Linked DNA regions of Mus musculus: all the other regions are linked to region 1. Evidence: chromatin contacts called from public promoter capture Hi-C data. All regions are on one chromosome and are shown on one strand. Each heading gives the region's core, a stretch centred on a gene start, on an enhancer-like site or on the middle of the called end of the contact. The rest is flanking DNA. Distances are from core to core; before and after follow the strand shown. Region 1 holds the start of Cep295 (centrosomal protein 295). Region 2 holds the start of Mtmr2 (myotubularin related protein 2). Region 3 holds the start of Fat3 (FAT atypical cadherin 3).

The links. Promoter capture Hi-C pulls out the DNA fragments that hold promoters and counts their contacts.
Region 2: a promoter capture Hi-C map of pre-B cells shows a contact between it and region 1, with 7 times the contacts expected there. The contact joins the promoter of Mtmr2 here to the promoter of Cep295 in region 1. A contact is called at or near these places in 3 of 39 promoter capture datasets (embryonic stem cells, liver and pre-B cells) and 2 of 9 other capture datasets (adipose tissue and liver).
Region 3: a promoter capture Hi-C map of embryonic stem cells shows a contact between it and region 1, with 4 times the contacts expected there. The contact joins the promoter of Fat3 here to the promoter of Cep295 in region 1. A contact is called at or near these places in 1 of 39 promoter capture datasets (embryonic stem cells), 1 of 484 Hi-C or Micro-C datasets (embryonic stem cells) and 4 of 115 datasets of contacts at active chromatin or transcription factors (astrocytes, embryonic forebrain, embryonic limb bud and 1 more).

What each region holds. Positions count from the first base shown.
Region 1 is chr9:15,356,492-15,359,145 of GRCm38.p6, forward strand. Cep295 (centrosomal protein 295) reads right to left here and starts at 1,297. Exons shown (of 27, transcript NM_176976.4): 1 at 1,135-1,297. The coding sequence starts at 1,252.
Region 2 is chr9:13,747,869-13,750,522 of GRCm38.p6, forward strand. Mtmr2 (myotubularin related protein 2) reads left to right here and starts at 1,311. Exons shown (of 15, transcript NM_023858.4): 1 at 1,311-1,532. The coding sequence starts at 1,453. Gm39291 (a long non-coding RNA gene) reads right to left here and starts at 1,334. Exons shown (of 3, transcript XR_870544.2): 1 at 954-1,334.
Region 3 is chr9:16,500,764-16,503,417 of GRCm38.p6, forward strand. It overlaps Fat3 (FAT atypical cadherin 3), which reads right to left and starts at 1,291. Exons shown (of 26, transcript NM_001080814.2): 1 at 1,110-1,291.

The sequences.
Region 1 (2,654 bases), core at 47-2,546:
TGAAACCATTCCTTTTCACAGAGAATTCTTTATCACAATTGTGGTCAGGACAAGTATGATCTTATTCATCACCTCATCTCTTTTGTCTAAAAAACTGTCTTGCATCTTATAAATAATTCAGCGTGGACTGAACGAGAAAGTGACTAATCCATATACAGTACTACATGGCAGACCCAGTCATGACTTCATCGAAGAACAAATGTCAAACAGTAGTAATTGCTTGAATTGAAAACCTTTTCCGCACTCGGGAGGCAGAGGCAGGTGGATTTCTGAGTTTGAGGCCAGCCTGGTCTACAGAGTGAGTTCCAGGACAGCCAGGGCTACACAGAGAAACCCTGTCTCGGAAAACAAAACAAAACAAAAAAAGCCTTTTCCAATACACTCCACTGAATTCTTAAGAAAATACTCCTGAGGATGGTTGAGGCTCCAAGAGAGGAACATTTTAAGTTGTCCTCCATAGGAGACAAGTATTCCTCCTGCATCTATTAAGTAGAATCCTGTTACCTGGCTTGTTCACTAGTCATTTCTACCCATGTGGACTCTTCAAGTTCTGTGTTTTAAGTGTCCAATAATGATGGACACAGTAGGGCTTATCTTGATAGATTTCCTTCTAAGGATTAGGCAGTATCTGACACACAGTAACCAAAAAATTAATAGATGTGGATGCAAGAGCCATTCATTAGCAAAAGGCAGAAGCCAAGTTTCAAATCCCTTGGGCCTTGTTAACTTTATTCCGTGTAAGGGGGTAATAGCCACCACACGTGGCTGTACTATATGTACGTGTGGCTTAATTACTACCCAACCGCCGAACACATTCTAATGTAAGACTGACGACAACCATTCGCTGCTGTAGGGTTTATTGCCTAGGCTGGTCTTGAACACGAGGCATTTCTCCTGCCTCAGCACTGCCTTGCATGTGCTGGGATTACAGGGTGAACTAACACTCTCGAATGAGACTGCCATTTTTTTCATAGCTTGAGTGTAGGAAGAGTACCAGAAGAGCTACGGGTGGCGGATGCCTCAGAAAGGCCGAGCTCTCTGTAGGGCCGGCCTCGGGGCGGTTTAAAGGGCCGGAAGGTTCGCCAGCCTGCTCGCGGCCAGCCAGAAGAACCCTGGCGGGCCTCCGTCACTCACCTGACAGCGTGTGTGGTCTGGCCTCACGACACACAGGCACCCGCACCCGGCCGGCTACCCAGCAGCCGTTTGGGTACCTGCGGGACAGCCATGACCCGGCTCTCGTCACTTCCGTCATTCAAACGGCCCGCCAATGGCGGGATCGGACGGCGGGAACCAGCTTAGGACCGCCTCCGCAGGGGCCGCCCGGAAGGCCGCGCCGTGCCAAGCCCCCGCCCACCTCCAGCTCGGCGCACGCGCAGCCCCGCCCACGTGCACGCACGCACGCACGCACGCGCAGCTTGCGCAACGGGCCATTATCCCTCTCAACTGTCAGGGTCTTGTCCCACTTGCTCTGTGGTGTTTTGTCGCCGGCAGTCAATCCTGGGTCGGGTTCAGAACATGAAGGAGGATGTGTGGAATCGGCGGAAGACTTGGACCAGGAAGTGCAGTTCACATACTATACTCTGACACCGAGACAACTCAGACTACCTTTATTTATACATCTAGTTTTCCACGTCTCTTTTAAGAACTTCCTATGTTCAACCAAGTGCACACTGTACTTCCTTCTCAGTCGCCACGGTTTCCTGCTAACCCATGAACAGTATCAAGAAAGATGAAATATAGATTGAGCACGTGGCTAATATCTAACCCAGCACATTGATACATAACCAATTGAGGATACAGTACAGAGAGGCGATAAACTACATACCCGAGAAATTCTGATTTAATTATTGACACCTAGCCTGTCCCCTTAGGAAATCTCATTCCTCTAGTGCCCAGGGCAAATTAGTAAACCGAGTCAGTTGCTCATCCTTGCTTGGTGTAACCTCTGAATATTCCTGTTAAGTCTTGGAACCAACAATCCAGAAAGACCTTCTTAAGCTTTTAATACCCATGTAACTATTGTTTGGAACAGCACTGTAGGGCAAATTGTTGGAACTAAGTAACCATAAGGAGAGAACATCTGGATGTTAGCTGGTGTACACAGACTAGGCCCTCTTGTTGACCAACCGCATCATTATTAACAAACACAGGAGTAGTGGTCTATTCCACTTTCATGGCCTCAGAGACAAATAGGAATGAATCACAGTCCAAACTTTCTGATTCTAGAGAAACATCTGTCACAAACAAAGTAAAAGCAAATACTTCCAATAACAAAGTCAAACACACAAATGCAAGGCAAAAGCGAACCAAGCATTCCTTGGGGAAAGGCCAGGAGATTCTGTTCCAATATCCCATAGGTCTTTGCCATGTGGGGACCCAACTCCTCAGGCCTTGCCATAAGGAGATCCATCTGCATTAAACTCATGCACCATTCCCAGCAGAGGCATGTTCACTTGGTCGCAAGTCTGGAAGAAGAGGTGTAGCAAGCACTTTTGGTTCAGTTGCCTGACACCCCTCTGTCATTTGCTGACCTGATGACTGGACAGCTCTACCCAGCTGGCGTCTTGGGCAGAAAGTACTCAAGTGGAAATCTGAGCTTGAGACATGTTCTGTTTTGAATAGGAAACCAGGAGGGATCAGAGCAAGCTCAGTAG
Region 2 (2,654 bases), core at 61-2,560, 1.6 Mb before region 1:
CTATCACGTGTTCCCAGCTCTGCTTTTCTGTTTTATCACAGGCTCAAAAAACAATGGAGCCAAGTGACCATGGACTGGAATCTTTGAAACCATCAGCCAAAATAAATCTTTCATTGGGAATACTGTAAAGGAAAGCTAGTACACAAATTATTTCCTTGGTTCTATAAATTATGATTGTGTTTTAAAACCAAGTTTTAAATTAAATCTAGTTTGTAAGAACACAATTATATTTATCCTAGCAGGATTTTTTTAAAAGTTTCTTTTATTTACAGAAATAATCTTTGTGTTTTTGCTTTCCAGACGTGTGAGGTGTTTAAGGCAGAGTCACAATTAGAGAAATTCCTCCAGTACTTTCCTTCCTGTGTCCTGAGTAACAGAAAGTCACGGGTATTAACATTCCCTCTTTACCCAGTTTCTGTTCCTTTATCACATTCCATCTCCACACTCCCTTCCTGCTTTGTAAGGGAATATGAAGCAGCACACCGGAGGTAAGTCTGTTCTCCATGTTACATCATGACATTCAGTAGTGTTTTTGTCTAATTCTTTTTGTGATTTTAGCAGCTTCTCCCTCATTCTCACTTCAATACTTACTATGCCTTATAGGTTGGTGTCAATGTGCTTATCAGCTACAGACACACTTTCAAGCCACTTTAACCCATACTTTTGTCACTGGAGGCCTGAAAATTCAACTCCATTCTCACTTTCCTTTGTATAACGCTGTTCAGAGATGGAAATTTCCCTTCCCCTCCCCATTCAGGGTAGCTGTTACTATCTTTCTCCTACAAACCACTTGTTAGTGGTCTGTCATCCTTTAGTTTTCTTTCATTAACAGTTACCATTTATTAAGTTTGTTAGGTTGTTTATATATTGACTACTGTCTGAGTGCTTAAGCAGGCATTGCTTTAGGCGTTTTATATTTATCAATAGTTATTCTGTGAGGTTAATATACTTACACAGAAGGAAGCAGATGTAAATGCAAGGTAACTGGAGGCCGTGGGATCAGTCTGCTTAGCTTCACTGTTACCGTTACAAAATGGGTTCTCACATCACGTATGATCTCACATCACTACTTCTAACCTCACCCTTAAATACCTCACCCCCTCATCCCACAGGCCGCCCACATTCCTCTCATTTTCCTCGAGTCCACCTCTCCCAAGCCGTCACATCTTGTGTTTTCTCTGACATACTAGTGTCCTCTTCCTTCTGGAGATTTTCCTGTTAGCTGACTCTCACTGGGCGGCCAGGCGCATGCGCATCGCTCCGCTTTGTAGCGCCACGGGGCCCGACTCCCGACAGCCCCCGCGCGCAGTGCAGGCTGGGGGAACATGGCCGCTTCCGGTCTCGGAGCCTGCCTGGCGCGGGGCTGACCGCGGCTGCGGCCCCGTGCGCTCCTCCCTCTGCATCTCGCGCCGGCGGCCGCGGAGGGCGCAGCGGCCTCCAGTTTCTCGCGCCATGGAGAAGAGCTCCAGCTGCGAGAGTCTCGGCGCGCAGCTCCCGGCGGCAAGGCTGCCCAGCGAGGACTCACTGTCCAGGTGAGGCCGGGCGTATGGGGACGGAGGCCGGGAGCAAGTGTAGATGGAGACGCCAGGGCGTGCGGGAAGAGAGACTGAGGCTGCTCCTGCGGGAGGGAGGCCGGGGCATGCGGAGGAGAGACCTGGGCCTAGAGAGGCTGGACCCCGAAGAGGGCAAAAGCCGCGGGCATCCCGTGGGTATGGAGAGCCCAGCAGAGCAGTGCTTGCTTCCTCCTCTGGGCCTTTGGTGCGAGAAGTGAAAATACAGTTTCTTTATGGCCACTGCCCCTCTAATTCCCGCTCATTTTCCGGTCCTAGATTTTGCTCCAGTTGTGTTTAAGGACGCAGCGTTTTTTACTTTATCAGGAGTTCAGTTGTCAAGGGCGTGACATTTTCATTCTTGTGCTCTAATCACAGTTTGGGGACCAGCCCATTACCAGACAAGAGGCTTTAGAGGACACTGAGACAAGCGTGCTTAGATTTGAAATGGAGAGGGGACGAAGCCTTCAGAGTCAGCTTCTCAGCTTAAACATCAGTGACATTACCATCACAATATACATTATATGTGGTGTCTGTTTGGAGCATTCTTCAATTAACTGTAGATAACAGCTTTATTATAGAACTTGTCAGTTTAAATTTTAAGCTTAATGTAGGCAGACAGCCACAGATGAATCGAATGTACAGGCAAGGTAGACTGTTATTTCCACTTACTGTGTTAAGTGTTTATCTAAATTATTTCAAGTTTTGTTTTGTTTGTCTACAAAGTACTACAAGCAAGTATTAATGTTTGATTATGATAGCTCAGCTTTTTTCTGCCCGGTCACTCCAAAGTTGTTTGTTTGTTTACAGATGCTCAAATAAATTATCTTATTTGCTTTCATACATTCTACAAAATCATCTTTAATATTTCTCAATGTATCACACAATTTCTTTCACCCAGTAGATTGATAAACGTATTACTATTTAAAAGTGTCTTTGTGTGTGTGTACTTGCATGAGTTCATGTGTACCACAGGCATGGAGGAGTCCAGGAGGTGAGATTCCCTTAAACTGGAGGACAGGTCGGTGTGACCCTCCTGTGGATGCTGGGAACTGAACCCTGGTCCTCTGTCAAAGTAGCAAGTGCTCTCAACTGCTGAGCCAT
Region 3 (2,654 bases), core at 41-2,540, 1.1 Mb after region 1:
TAAACACTTCCGAAAACACACGAGACAAGAGTCTGCTGGGGGAGAAACAGTGACCGCATTATACTGCCAAAAAGACCCGGGCTCGCCACCTTTCTCCAGCCCGGCCCGATGCATTTTAGCTCAGCGACCCCAGCTGGTCAAGTCCTCTCGCTCACCAAGCGCCACGCGAAATCTGTCCAGTCCACCTCTGTCACCCCCAGCCAGCTCCCTAAGATCCCCAACTGCACTCCGGTGAGCCAATGGTTTCTTTTCCACACCTTCCGGAAAGAACTCGGGGCGGCGAACAGTGCGCCCTCAACGTGCCCACGAGGAGCCGCAAGGGCTGTTCGGCATCCCTGGGATGATCAGACTACCGCTATTCTCTTTTCAAATAGCACGGTCAGTTCTGACGCCCGCCAAAAATCATGCGTTCTCCCAAAGCAGTCGGGTCCATCTCCCGTCAAAACAACAGAAATCCTTTCCTGGCTTCTCGGCTAAACTGTCGCACCAGTTCAAAGTCGGCTGTCATTTAGAACCTTTCACAACCCAAGACTCAGACATAGTATGCAGGGGCAGGCGAACATTCTAGGCTACCCTTCCTGCACCGTGGAAGTGGAGGCTGGGCTCTTTGCTCCGCTCATAGCCTCCTCTAGCATGCACCCAACTTGCGCCTCTGGGTCCTGCAAGTGCATCCATCGGCATCTGCCCCTCTTCCTACTGAGTGCTGCAAGCGCCAGCTACCCAGCGGAATCGCCGCCTGATATCATCCACCTGCAGCCAACGGCCAAAGCTCAGTGAGGACCCAGAGCTGCATGTACAGACCCGAAAGATCGCCCTCCTCTTATTGCTAGCCCTAAACTTAACCAACTCCGGTGCCATTTCCTGGCTCCTGCCGCAGGGCTGTCTCCCTGGGTTCCAGCTGGTAGCGGTAATGACCACAGCTCCAGGCAGCGCCCAGGCAGGAACTTTACAAGGTGAAAAGTTTCCCCCCACTCTCTCTGAGAGCTTTAGCTTTCCGGAGCACCCATCACAGCCTCTCTGTAACCAGGTTGCTGAGGCTGTTCTGAGAAAGGTGCACCCCAGCCAGTGCACCATGCACCCAAATAAGCATGCTAAAAATCCTCACGCACCCTTGCCTTGGTCAGCGATGCGCCCCTGCACCCGACGAGTCCTCCGTGGTCTTCCTTTCAAGTCTAGGGGCGAGCTGGCCACCCCGCCGCCTCCGCCGCAGTGCTCGCCGCGTGCTCCCGGCTGAGGCTAGGGCGGCGAGCGGAGGCGCTAGGCGCTCAGGACGCCGCCACTGCTGCGGGTTGGCGGCGGAGGAGGGGAGTCGGAGGAGGATGGCGGCGGGAGGGGTGGGGAACCCGGGAGCGAGGTCCCAACGCGCAGCCCAGATCACAGCGCAGCCTGCCGGGGGGAGCGGTTCTCGCGTCTGCTCTAGTCAGCTTGCACCGCTACTGCTGGCGGTGGAGAGGTACCGGGTTCTTCTTCGCGGCGGCCGCCGCCGCACTGCCAAACCCCTAGCTTCGCTGTATTCTCCTCCCTCCCGCAGAGCCGCGTCCTCCGGGGGATGGGGGTGGGGGATGACCAGAGATCTCCGAGCGCCACACGAAGAGAAGGGGAGGGAAAGGGGGGCAGGGAGACCCGGCGGTCAGCAGGAGGACGCTAAGGGCGCCTCGCCTGGAAGCTGGACTAATTTTAGAGCCTAGGCATCCTCCACTTCTAGCGTGGCTGGAAGAACGCACCAAAGTCAGACTGACGTTTTCAGAGAGCGCGCACACACCACACTCAATCGTCTCTGCTCTGCTCTGCTCTGCTCTGCTCTGCTCTGCTCTGCTCTGCTCTGCTCTGCTCTGCTCTGCTCTTCAGCCTGCTGCCTAGAATACACTAGACTTCTCTGGACCAGATGAGGAAACCGAGGCACAATGAGACCAACATGGTTTTACCCAAGCTCCTCAGGCTACTTTGAAGCACAGTGGGCACGGCTATCAAACGCTGTACCTCCTGCTGCCCACCCGGGACTCGCATTTCTTTCCCACGCATTTTCAGATCACTGGGATCACCTTTGTGTGGGAGAGAATCAGACTAAAAAGTAACATGACTCATCACCCCCACCCAGTCTGAAACACGGTGGGATGTGAAGACATTCAGAACAGGAATGAGTGAACAGTCTCAGGGGAGCCAGGTGATTAGCAATACCAACCGGTGTGCCCTCTAGGTCCTTTTACTTCTGGATCATCCTCACAAGTCTGAGGATTCATGGCACCCCACCCCACCCCACCCCACCCACACTGCTTCAGTAGAGCTACACTTCAGCCTATGTTCCTTGCCTGTGAGCTCTGAAACATTCCTAACTAACGGCCAGCCCCGGTAAACCTGGGCCAGCGCCAGCCTCCACCCAACCCCCACTGCTGCACAGCAAATCACGTCTGTCTAAAGCAGGCTTTCACCCCAGGGGGTTCCTAGGGTGCCCACTCCCAGGCAGCTTCTCTGGAACTCTGGGACCGAGCAGTAACTCCAAGAGAGATGCTTCCGCAGACATGCTGTAGAGATAAATTTGCTCCTTTTCTTGATTCCTGAATTTCCCTTCCAGGAGCAGAGTCTGTCTCTCCTTAAAGTCTCTGTGCTCAGTCACACCCTTTGAAGAGTTACTAGAATTTGCCTTTTTGGTCTTC